Regions from separate parts of the Capsicum annuum genome. Here region 1 is linked to region 2. A link is a contact called in public Hi-C data. All regions are on one chromosome and are shown on one strand. Each heading gives the region's core, a stretch centred on a gene start, on an enhancer-like site or on the middle of the called end of the contact. The rest is flanking DNA. Distances are from core to core; before and after follow the strand shown. Region 1 holds the start of LOC124887426 (a long non-coding RNA gene). Region 2 holds the start of LOC107842363 (tRNA dimethylallyltransferase 9).

Region 1 (6,443 bases), core at 91-2,590, 100 kb after region 2:
TTCGATGAACAAATAACTATTAAAGTAGTATTTTGCTAGTATTAAAGTTCATATTTGGTTAGTTCCTCAAAGGTGAATTAATAATTGAAAATCAACAAAATTTGTAAGAAAAAAATGTGCGAAAAATACCTATAGTTAGACGAAATTTTCAATTACGCACCCTGAACTTTGTGGGGGTCCTATGACCCCCCCCAGATTATTTTTTACCGTATTTAACTGACATATATTTTTCCCTTATCAAATATTTTTTCCTTACGCGCTCAATGTACGTGAAATACACGCCGCAAAGTTCAGGATGTGAACTGCAAATTTCACTAAAGTATAGATATTTTTCATACTTTTTTCCTTATTTTTAATTATGTTTAAATAAGGAAGGTGAATTAATAATTGAAAATCAATAGTATTTTTAATTATATTTAAATAAGGAAAGATAATAACCAAATTTTAATGGGACACCTAAAGTATTACAAAATAATTAAATAATAATTTAGTAAAATGGTAAATGACAGTTTTGTCTATTGTGAAGTCTTTTAATGAAGACAAAAAATTCAAATCACTTTTCTAAAAAATTTCACACTTTTAATATATTATAGATATACATATAGATTATCTACAATCTATAATCTATATCTATATCTATAATATATTAAAAGTGTGAAGACCCTTAGAAAAGTTATTTGAACTTTTTACCCTTCATTAAAAGACTCTTCTTTAGACAAAACTGTCTTTTCATTATTTTTTTAATTTATTATTTAATTATTTTTTATTATATTAATTAGACTTCTTAAAATATATGAGACTCCTAAAATATATAGTAGAAGAATTAATTAATATTTTCCTTTCTATTAGACTTCCTAAAATATATGGGACTCCTAAAATATATGTTAGGAGAATTAATTAATATTTTTCTTTCTACTATTCAATTCGAAAAATACTCCTAAAATAAAACTCTATTAAGGAAATACTTCTATAAATATTGAGATGTACGTGAACAAACCGACTTGCCTATTGGGAGAATATGATTGATGCTCATCTAACTTAATTTGATTGTATGTCTAGATGGTGGATGCTTCATTTTCTAACCCTCAACTTCTTTACTATTATTGTCAGCATAATAGGATTCAACATGTGTGTATTTCAAACCAAGGTCTCCAAATAAGTATTCAGGGGGTCACCAAGATAAGTCTGCTCCATCCATATCAAATGTATTTACAGCTCTTCAACAAGATATTAAGACCACAACTAGTTGTCCAGGCAATAATAAGGGTAGGTTCATGTCATTACCATAACAACTAGAGGATAATAGAGTGCAATATGACCAAGTAATAGCAGAAGACAGTGACAAGAACTTGTTACCTAATTTTAATAAGGAGAACCAGCTGGATAGATCTTAAGACAGTGCATTGCCCGATGAGGTGTGAATCCTGTAGGGGTATCAAACCCTAAGAATATGATCTTTGAACAGATACAAGATTAGTTGCCTGCTTAGGAAATGGAAATTAGGGGTTATGCTTCCGCTTTGTTACATGAGGCCACCCATAACTTTGAACAGGTGATAGAGCAATCTAATGCCAAAGAAAGAGAACCCCAGAGGTTTCTCAAGGATCTTGATAATGAGTATAGAGTAATAAACTCTAAAGACGAGACTGATGAAATCAACTTGAGTCATTTAGAGAAGACTAAAGAAATTGTGTATGATGTATTTGACCCCGGTAATCAAGAGAAATCTGCAAAAGAAGCGACTCACTTGGCCAACCAACATGGACTATTTCCCAGGGGATCTTTAAGAAATTCAAGGAAAAGAACCAAGCATACTGTAGCTAACTTGAATGGGCACACAACTAGACCTCTTACCGATCTCTTTCCCATAAAATAATCAATTGATCAGTCATCATGTTTGGAATACAAGGGGTATATTTACCCAAGGTGTTCTGGAAAAACTTTAACAACTCACAAATATTCACCATATCTCTCTGATTGCAATCCTGGAACCTTTCTCCAATAATATTCATCTGGAAACTGCCAAAAGAAATCTTAAGATGGAGCATGCCCTGTGCAACTCTAATGACAAAATTTGGATCTTTTGGTCCATGAATATCTCTTGTGACATCATTACTATTGATGATCAGCAGATTACATGCTCTATTACGCATTCTGCTTTGCATCAATCCTATCTAATGACTTTTGTTTATGCTAAGTGCAGAGATACACTTAGAAGACCTTTGTAGACTAAGCTGGTTCAAATGTTTACAACAACTTTACCTTGGTGCACTATTGGAGATTTCAATGTGAATATTGAATTTAGTGAAAAATGGAAGGCATCCCATATGATATGAGGAAGAGCTTTGACTTCTTAGGGGTGATTGAGGCTTGTGACTTGTCTGACTTGGGTTTCAATGGTCCTAAGTTTACTCAGTCCAATCTATGATATATTTAATTTAGAATATAAAAAAGATTGGACAGAGCTATGGTATCAGATGATTAGTTGAGAGATATGCCAATGACTAACATTACTCACTTGTCTTCTGTGGGATCTGATCATTGCCCTTTGCTGTTAGAAATACATAAAAGGGTGGAAGCACAGACTAAATATTTCAAATTCTTGTACTGTTGGGTGGAGTACCCCACATTTCTTACCACTGTGGAAACTTTCTAGCAATCACCCTATGAGGGAACACCTATGTGGAGATTTCACCTAAAAATGAAAAAACTAACTTCTACTCTAAGTAAGTGGTCTAAAAAGGTTTTTGGTGACATATATGCCAATGTGAAAAGTTATGATGAAAAGGTCAAGGTTGCTGAAGAAATCTTAATCCTGAATGGTGATGATGAAAACAGATTGGAATTTCACAAAATACAAGCTGAGTATATTAGACACCTCAAAGTGGAGGATGTTATTTTAAGATAGAAATCTCAGCTGCATTGGTTCAAGTATGGTGATGCCAACTCCAGTTATTTTTATGCCTTTATCAGAGGTAGAAAAGAAAAAATGTTTATACATAAAATCAAGACTGAGGAAGGGGCTTAGATTCAAAGGGATACTGATATAGCTGCAGCTGTAGTTTAATATTTTCAGGATATCTTTATAAGAGCAACAGAGTTTGTGCCTGAGGAAATGCTTATTAATATTCTTAAATTGATAACAGATGATCAGAATGAGAAACTTAGGCTATCCCTATTATGGAGAAAGTAAAGGTTGCGGTTTTCTCAATGAGTAACCATTCAACAGCAGGCCCTGATGGTATGAATGGTAAATTTTTCCAATCCTGCTGGCATATTATTGGTATGGATCTGTTCTAAATGGTTCTTGCTTTCTTTTGTGGTCAGGATTTACTTGAATATTTCACTCATAAATATCTAATCTTTCTCCCTAAAGTGCCACATCCTAACAAACTATCTGAATTTAGACCAATCAGCTTGAGAAAATTTACCAATAAAGTCATCTCTAAACTTATTTACCTCAAAATAGCCCCTATCCTTCCCAACATTATTTCTACGAACCAATATGGCTTTGTGAGAGGAAGAAACATTGCACAAAATATCATGCTTGCTCAGGATATCATTAGTAACATCAAGAAACTAGTTGTAGGAGGAAATGCTGTCATTAAATTAGACATGGCCAAGGCATATGAGAGGGTGTCTTGGTCATATACATGTCTGGTGTTAAAGAGGTTTGGATTTGGTGAACCCATTATTGACATGATATGGAGAACCTTGTCCAACAATTAGTACTCAATCTTGGTGAATGGTACTAGATATGGTTTTTCCTACTCTATAAGGGGTTTGAAGTAGGGGGATCCCTTTTCCCCTGCTCTATTCATTCTAGGGGTAGAAGTTTTATCAAGAGCCCTCAACAACTTAATCACCAGCCTCAATATCATAGTTTTCACATGGATTGGAGAGGAACCCAGATTAACCATCTCACTTTTGTAGATGATATCATCATCTTCAGTACTGGTAGAAGAAACCCTCTCAAACTGATTATGAAGACATTGGCTTTTTATGAAATAGTTTTTGGCCAAATGATCAATAAGAACAAGAGTCATTTCATGCTGCGAGATCACGCCTTTCCTTTCACTGTATCAAGGGTTAGATGAAACTGGATTTCAGCAAAATCACAACCCCATTACATACCTTGGTTGTCCCATTTATATTGAAAGATAGAAAATTAGTCACTATGCTGGTTTGGTTAGTAGTGTGGCTTCAAGAATAGTAGGATAACATTCAAAACTACTTAGTTATGGTGGTAGAAGTGTGCTGATTAAACACGTCCTGCAGTCTGTGCCAATTCACATTCTTTCTGCCTGCATACCTCCAAAGTCTATTATAAAACAACTCATCTATCTGTTTGCTGATTTCTTCTGGGTTAAAAGGATAATAAGAAGAAGTATCACTGGGCTTCATGGAAGAAGCTATGCTTCCTGGCTACTGAAGGTGGTATTGGTGTTATACATATTACTGATACATGTAAGACTCTACAAATCAAAACAATGATGGATATTCAAAAGCAAAAACACTCTTTGGGGGAAATTATTATTAACCAAATATTGCAAGAGAATGCATGTTGTTGCCAGGAAAAGGTCCACTAGACAATCTCTGATGTGGAGAACTATGATGAAGAATAAGAGAGATGCTGAACAGCATATTTTATAGAGAATCAGGTCAGGTACTTTTCACTTTTGGTGGGACAACTGGTCTGGTTTTGGAGCACTAAATAACTATAGACCCGCTGGTGTAAATTCAAGTAATTCTAAAGTGTCAACTTTCTTAGTTGATGATGTATGGAATCTTCAGAAGTTGTCTACTATTCTTACCAGTCAAGTAGTATAATTTATTCTCAGAACTCCAATCCAGTATCAGGAAGGGATTCCTGACTTCCCAATTTGGACTCTAAGCCCAAGTGGTGAGTTCAACTGTTCAACTGACCAGAGAGCACAGGGAGATAACAATACTGAATAGTCATATCTGGCACAACATGATCCCATTCAAATGCTCCTTTCTTATATGGAGAGCTCTAAGAATAAAATTCCCTACCAATGAGAGGTTTTGCCAATTTAGTATAACCTCTATCAGATGTGGTTGCTATCTTAACTCTGGCAGGGATAATATTTCTCACATATTTGTTAAGGGTCCCTTTCTTAATCATATATGGATATACTTCTCTTCAACTATGGGAATTACACATGTCTTTACATCAATCAAGAACCTGCTGAGGAAATGGTGGAACATGAAAGCATCCAATAGGGCTTATAAGCTGGTGCTTCAGGCTCTCCCAATTATCATTTGCTGGAATCTATGGAAAAATAGATGTGCTGTGAAATATGGTGATAAACAACCCTAGTTAGCTAGAGTCAAATTTCTCATATACAAAGATATCTCTCTCCTGCTATATAATGTATTTCCTTACATTCACTGGCCTTTTCGATGGTCCAACCTGTCAGCTTATGTGGAGAAGTGTAGACAAGGGACAAAATTTACCACTGTATATTGGACTAAGCCACCAGCTTCAATGATCAAATTGAACTCTGATGGTAGTGATCTATCTAACCCTAGAAGGATTGGTGCAGGGGAGGTTATTAGAGATCATAATGGTGATCTCATCTATGCATATGTTGCTTCTTTGGGAAAAGAGACTAATAACCAAGCAGAGGTGGAAGCTGCTATATGGGGATTATCTTGGTGTTTGAGCAATGGTGTTCAGCAGGTAATGTTGGAATTGGATTCTGAACTATTGGTCAGATGGATAAGGACCCAAATGACTATACCTTGACACCTGCAACCTCTTGTGGAGTCCTTACTAAAGATCATTGCATAATTTTAGCTTTGTATTTATAGACATGTATACAGAGAAGCTAACTTTGTAGCAAATGTATTGTCAAAAGTGAGCCATCAGTTTGACCAGCCACAACATTATTTCCATAGTTGTCAACTACCATCAGCTATAGCAGGTTATTATCAGCTAGATAGAATGGACATGCCAAGCTTCAGGAGAAGGAAGGTGAACAAGATACATAATCCACCATAGTACAAGGCGGTAGCTGGGAAGAAGACATAAGCATTTTATAGTAGGTTTAGCATACTGGTATTTGTATACTGTTTGTTTCATTCCTTATATGTTGTTACACAATTTGAGGTCAGGTTTATGCCCCTCTCTTGTACAGTTCTTTGTGGTTAAATGAATGTCTTGGGGGTGCTTCTCAGCCCCTAAAATTCTTTAAAAAAACATGTGTGTATAGATATCTTCTTATTTTCATTCAAAATCATTCTCTAGGGTCAAAATGTTTGCTCAGATAAGAATTAGTTGGATCAAAATCGAAGCTTTGTGATCATTCTTATATTTTTTTTTGTAGTTTACAGGTCGTAGATGAATGCCAGTCGACTTTGAAGAATTTCTTGTGTAAGGGTTAGGTTTAGTTGTATTATTTTGATATCTTTATTATTTT
Region 2 (6,340 bases), core at 2,363-4,862:
TCAGCAGAACTCTGAACATCAGCAGCATCTGTCACACCTGAATCGAGCTGTTCTCTGAAAGAATTATATGGTACTTCAAAAGCTGATGGAGGTGACCCAGTAGACTGCAAGCCAAAAAGTATATTTAGTTTTTCATCTAAAGATAAACAGAACAGGCTTCAACACTATGGACTGATAGTTGAGCATATCTCAATCCAGTCTCAACAATTTTATTTTTTGGTAACAGTGGTGTCATGCCAGCTTGCGCACACCCCGACTAATTCCACTGAATACCTGTCACCTCCCACCAAAAATAAATATCAGGTACTTTTGTCCTTCAAAGCTAGAAAAGATGGAAACAAATCACCTAGCGTTTAGTCTCCATTAGGATTTGAACCCGAGACCTCATGGTACTCAACTCACTTCATTGACCACTACACCACACCTTTGAGTGCAATCTAATCTCAACTATTTCATAACCACAAGGAGCTCTAACAAAACCAACAGAAATTCTCTCTAAAAGCACATCAATAGCTGACAAGAAAAACTTGTGATTCTCCTTGCAACCACATTGGTAAGCGACAAACCATAACACAGAAATGTGTAATGTCCAGCAGCTCATGCGACACGTATCTGACTAACAAAGAATGGGTTAAAATCAGAGGGATCACGGGTAAAGACACCTTTCTACAATACCTTGACAATTTCAAGCCTACGATGCAAGCGATACCAATCATTTGCCGATAAACACTGGGCACCAGGATCACCAGCTTTAACCAACAACTGAACAGCAGCATCCCAGTCTTCATCATTCTGTAAACTTGCAAGCTCTGAGTGGACTTCTGCAGCAATGTCTCGAGAGGCTTTTGGAACATCTGGCTTCCCATAAATAAACCTTAAACATTAGACAGAATTATTAAGTGAGTTGGAAGATCATGCCCCTTTAGGTTAAGTGACTCAATCGTAGAAATTGTATGAAAACAAAATTCTTGTACATCCAAGATCCAATTCTATCATCAGGTACAGGATATACGCAAGCTTCATTTCTAAGTATAATAAAGCTTTAAATAGATATCTCTCACCACAACTGATTCGCATTACCTAATTCTTGATCTCTCTCAGTCAGTTTTACAGAATGAATCTTCTTGTTAGACAAGTTGCAACCAAAAAGTTCAGCTTTAGTTTGAATGTGTCCTCAATTAAACCAGAAGCTTTCAAGTATGAGCTGTAATATTCAACACATACCACCGCAAATATAATCCAGTACCACCCGCGACTATTGGAACACGGCCCCTATCAAGGATATCTCTGGTAGTTCGCCTAGCATCCTCAAAAAAATCTCCAACAGAATAATCTGATGACATATCCAAAAGAAAAGGAGAAATTTATGCATTAGAATTAAAGGAATTTTTTTTTAAAAGAGCACATCATATAGGGCATACCAGCAGTTTACTAAACATGAGCAAAGAAGACAACAGAAATTTCACTTCGAATTACAGTCCCACCCCACCCAACTTGCGCAGGTTCCTTGTAAACTGACTCTTGATCACAGTGTGAGTTTAGGATTTTGTGTTATTCTGAAAGTACAAATACCAGTTATTCCTTTAATCTCAACGATTTGTATAAACATCGCAAACGCCTAGAGCATAAATGAGCAATGGTGAAATGTTAGTTCATTGCTGAAAATGATACCAGATCTTTCTAAAAAGAAACTGAGAAGTTATCTCATACTGAATAGGGAATTACACAAAGGCTTTATCTAGTCCGGATGTGAAACAAAATTAGCAAGAGAAGCAAGCAATATTTGTGAACTCTCATTACACTTTTGAGTGGTTTGGAGAGAATTCACATCATTTACAACATAAGTTAGACATTTTATTACTTGGAAATTGATCATCAAAAAGATATAATGGTCAATTTGAGGGTTTCAATAAATTGAGGAATTTTGATGTGTTCCCTTCATTGATTTACGCACAAGCGACAAAAATAAGCACCAAATTACAATTTATGACAATGCAAAGGACATAGATCACGCTTCATTGAGTGAAGGGATGTGCTGCACAGCTATTGAAATTCATGCAAATTATTGTTTCATTGCTTCAGACCATCTAATTTAGACAGAAATACCTTCAAATGGATCCACTAGGTCAACCATATGATGTACTACTTCCTGCAAACCATACAGAAAAACAAGCGTCTGTCATGGCAGCACTCTAACACATGATTCTATCAAAATTCATGAAGTATTTTCCATTCCTCAGACGGAACAACAGGTAGTAATGAAGCTCGAGAAGTTAAGTCACTCAGTACACATTCACAAATGAAACCAAAAGGACCAATATTATGCAGAACCCCAAAAAGGGCAAAACATGTTTCATGTTTAAAGCATGCCTCAAGAAATCAGGCAGTAAAACATGCTACTTCCCCTCTACCAGTTGTCACATTTCTGGTTTACACGACTCTTAAGAAAATGTGTTTTGACTACCCTCATTTATTATCTTTAATCACTTAATATGTTATCTCTTTAATCTCTCTTCAATAAATAAAAACAAAGTTATATAAGCAATCAGAATATTGGAGTGTGTGTATATTCAGTATTTTCAAGAATGATTATTAATAAAGGCAAAATGAAAAGAATGCACTCAATTATATCTTGATTTTCCAAAGTAACAACAATTTTGGACCATATATTATTAGTAAGGATGCCAAGTGGCCCCAAGGAAATAATATTAGCACACTACAATTTCAAATGTGTTGAGGCAATACCTCTCTTTCACTTAGGGAAGGCTTTGCTGAACCGACATCAAGCCCTCGATACACCTATAAAGCCAGAGAACAAATCAATTATGCTACCAAACATGCCTCAAGCATAACACTATGTTTGGATGATTGTTACATATTGTTTCATGATGTATCTTATTGTATTGTATTCTGCACTTAATTTCGACAAACACAACATACCCAATGTAGTACCACGAGAGAGCATAGAGAGAATGATTCCGATAGAGCCCGGCTCAAAATAAAACAGTCCAGAAAAAGACTTAATGGAAATACAAGAGATAATAGATAGTACTCCCTCCGATTCAAAAAGACTGACCTACTTTATGACGCCTTTTCTTTTTTGGCAATACTTTAATTTCAACTTTCCATACGGTATTCATTCTTTTTTAAACGGAAAAGCAGATCAGTTCTACAACAAAATAATACTACAATCGAAGAACACAAAACAATAGTTCAAACAAACTGAATTTCCACAAACATAATCAAACCTGTACAGAGTCAGCGGTGATGATTTCACCATTGAGTCGCTTAGCGAGTTGTAATGCTAGCTTGCTTTTGCCGGCACCGGTAGGTCCAGAAATGACAATAACTTTCTCCTTGGTGGAGGAGGAGGAGGAGGAGGTGAAGAAGCGGCTGTGTCTGCGGCAGCAGCGGCGGAAGAAGTGGCCTGTAAGGAGAAGTGTCTCCGCCGCGTATGGACGCCGGAGATAAGTGCTAATTCGAACGCCTCTAGTTCCGATGGGGCTTATCATTTCCTAGACACAGAAAATTTTTTGCAACTTTTTAACTTTATAGTTTCTTTAAGGCCCGTTTGAAATTTTGTTTCCACTCAGGAATAAAAGTGGGGGAGGGCGGGCCGAGGTGGGTACATATTGATCCCGCTAATATTTTCGATTAGGAAAAATCCTTTTGCCACGAAAATTTGGCTCAAATTTAGCCATAAAAATAAATAGATGTTATAAATGTATATCTATTAATATCTAATAAAATTTAGTTGATATCTATCAGTATTTGAAGTATTTTTGTCCAAGTGTGAGCCTACTAACTAGTTAGTACTTGCATGTTATAGCTAGGGCTATTCATGGTTTGGTTAAAAACCAAACCGAACCGCAATCCAAACCAAACTGATATTTGGTTAGGTTTGGTTTGGTTTGATTTTGGTTTTACTCTAAAATAATCGTCAAAATAATCAAACCGAACCGGTAAAAATTATATATATATATATATATATATATATATATATATATACATACATATCTATATGTATATATATGTATACACACACATAAATATGCATATATAAATTATTTATATATTATTCATAAATAAAATATAAATATTTTTTATATTTTAAATTTTAATCATGAATTTAACTTTAATCAAAGCAATTTTAGTCATATTTCTCCATTTATTTATGTACGTTATGAGATTCTATATAATTTTAGCACTTTGAATGACAAATGATACTAATTGTGAAAATTATCTTGTTGTCTATGGGATTTTATAGGTGAGTTTTATTAGACTATTGATAATCACTAGTTTTGAACTTTCTTTTTGGTCCCTATTGAGCAAAAAAATCATGTGTTTACCTTTTGGGGGTTATCATATCATTCTCTTATATGTAGTTTCTAAATACTTTTGTAGAAGCGTTCACATGATGTTGTTCATAGCTTTGCCTAAGTATAACAATAAATTGACATCTTAGTTTTAAGGTTGAAGAACAACACACGGTTGACATCTCATATATTGGATTGGATTTTTTTAAGAAAAATTTCAACTTTTATCATTAACTAAAGTTATAAACCGAAAAATCAAACCGAACCGAACTAAACCGACAAAAACCAAACCGATGGTTATTTTTTGTGTTGGTTTGGTTTGGTTTTAGAAATTTAAAAACCGATTAAGTTGGTTTGGTTATGGTTTTGACCAATAACCGACCCAAACCGACTCATGAACACCCCTGGTTATAGCTTCATCTTATCCCCAGGAATGGATACACGGAAACCCAATTCCTCGGGCACTCAGCTCATTTCCTTCTTCTAGTGTACTCGTGAGCAGCAAGCATCACAGCAAAGGGCATTCCCCGCCACAACAGTTCCACAGGCACCATCGAATGTCTTTTAGTCAAAAACCATCGAATGTCTTTTAGTCAAAAACTATGAGTATTTTCTCTTATAAATAGAAGGGCTAAATAACAATTACTCTATCTTTTCTCTCTACTCCTGTTCTTTATTCTTTATTATTTTAAACACGTTATCAGCACGAGACGCTATCAAATAAGGTGAGATTATAAATCTAATGGTCAAGGTTAGTAATTCCTTATGTTATTTGTATTTTTCTATTAATGATATAATTATTATTGGATTTGAGGAAAAATAATTAGTTTAGAACCATTTATGTTTTAAATTCATTCCTCAAGAATAATATTATCAAAATGGATGATAATATGTTGGGTTCAAGTTCATTGATTTATGCCTAAGATGCTTTTATATGGATAAGACGTTGAGTTTGAATTTCAATGCACCATATTGATGATATTATGATGGTTAAAGCAAAATAATGAGTATTTGGTGAAACATGTCCCATTAAATATGTTTCATTCCTTGAATTGAATGTGGTAGTAATAAATCATATGTATGCCTCAATTTGCTTTTGTAGCTACCAGAATTTGATACGCTTAAGACATGATTATATTCCATTCCTGGGGAATGAGAAACTTATTAATGCAAACGTGTATTTGATTGTGATGGTATCACAACTCGCCTCCAAAAGAGGCTAAATAATTGAGAAAAGTTATTTTGATATCTACTTTTAAAGTAGTAAATCTGAAATTTATTCATGTAATAGTAAATCTGAAATTTACTAAAGAATAAAGGTACATGTCATGGTAAAGTTGAAGTTACTAATATAAAAGTTCATAAATTGATATGAACTATTGCGACATCTCAAAGATGTGCATACTGAGTATGTAACATATATTGAAGAATTAGAAAATTCTTCATTACTTTTAATGTTGCTTGTTCTCATAATAAGTTGGTTGAACCAACTGATATTGAGATTGGATCCCTTAAAATTTAAAAAGTATAAAAGGTGAATATGGGCCCATTCACCAGTCATGTGATCTATTAAGATGCATCAATATAGATGATCACATGTGCTTTTATTGTCAACTTGCAGTTTGACATTTATAAAGTTGTTTGCTCAATAAAATTGAGTTAAGAACATAACTTTCAGATTATGCAATCAAGACAATTCATCTTGACAATCATGGTTTAGCATTGAATGCCTTCAATAAATAGTTAAACCATTAAGAACAAAAGCTCCATGTGTTGGTTTGAAATATTATATACAAAAGTACTTGTATGCATCAAGCCAATAAATTATGATTAATTTTCCCTTAAAGTTGGTTCTAAGTCAGGAATCACACATTGTCCATCTAATAGTTAATGTGCGGTATATGATTAATGAATATACCATGATGCACAAAGATGGATTCCTCAAAGAAAAGGGAGGATATATGTTAGTTTTCCTAACACAAGGGGGAGATTACAAGCAGCTAAAAAAATTTGTTAGGAATTAT

The links. A called contact is a pair of places that touch in the nucleus more often than the background predicts.
Region 1: a contact with region 2 is called in a Hi-C map of leaf, with 2.1 times the contacts expected there. The contact joins the enhancer-like site here to the promoter of LOC107842363 in region 2. A contact is called at or near these places in 2 of 5 Hi-C or Micro-C datasets (leaf and placenta).

What each region holds. Positions count from the first base shown.
Region 1 is chr9:176,993,036-176,999,478 of UCD10Xv1.1, forward strand. LOC124887426 (a long non-coding RNA gene) reads right to left here and starts at 6,387. Exons shown (of 2, transcript XR_007045165.1): 1 at 1,357-6,387. Within about 2 kb of position 1,341, at least 3 of the 5 cell types and tissues checked have an H3K27ac peak or open chromatin away from gene starts, as enhancers often do. A contact at or near this core is called in leaf, where this site is marked.
Region 2 is chr9:176,889,692-176,896,031 of UCD10Xv1.1, forward strand. It overlaps LOC107842363 (tRNA dimethylallyltransferase 9), which reads right to left and starts at 3,613. Exons shown (of 11, transcript XM_016686162.2): 1 at 3,249-3,613; 2 at 2,746-2,799; 3 at 2,107-2,149; 4 at 1,225-1,333; 5 at 676-874; 6 at 1-104. The coding sequence starts at 3,512.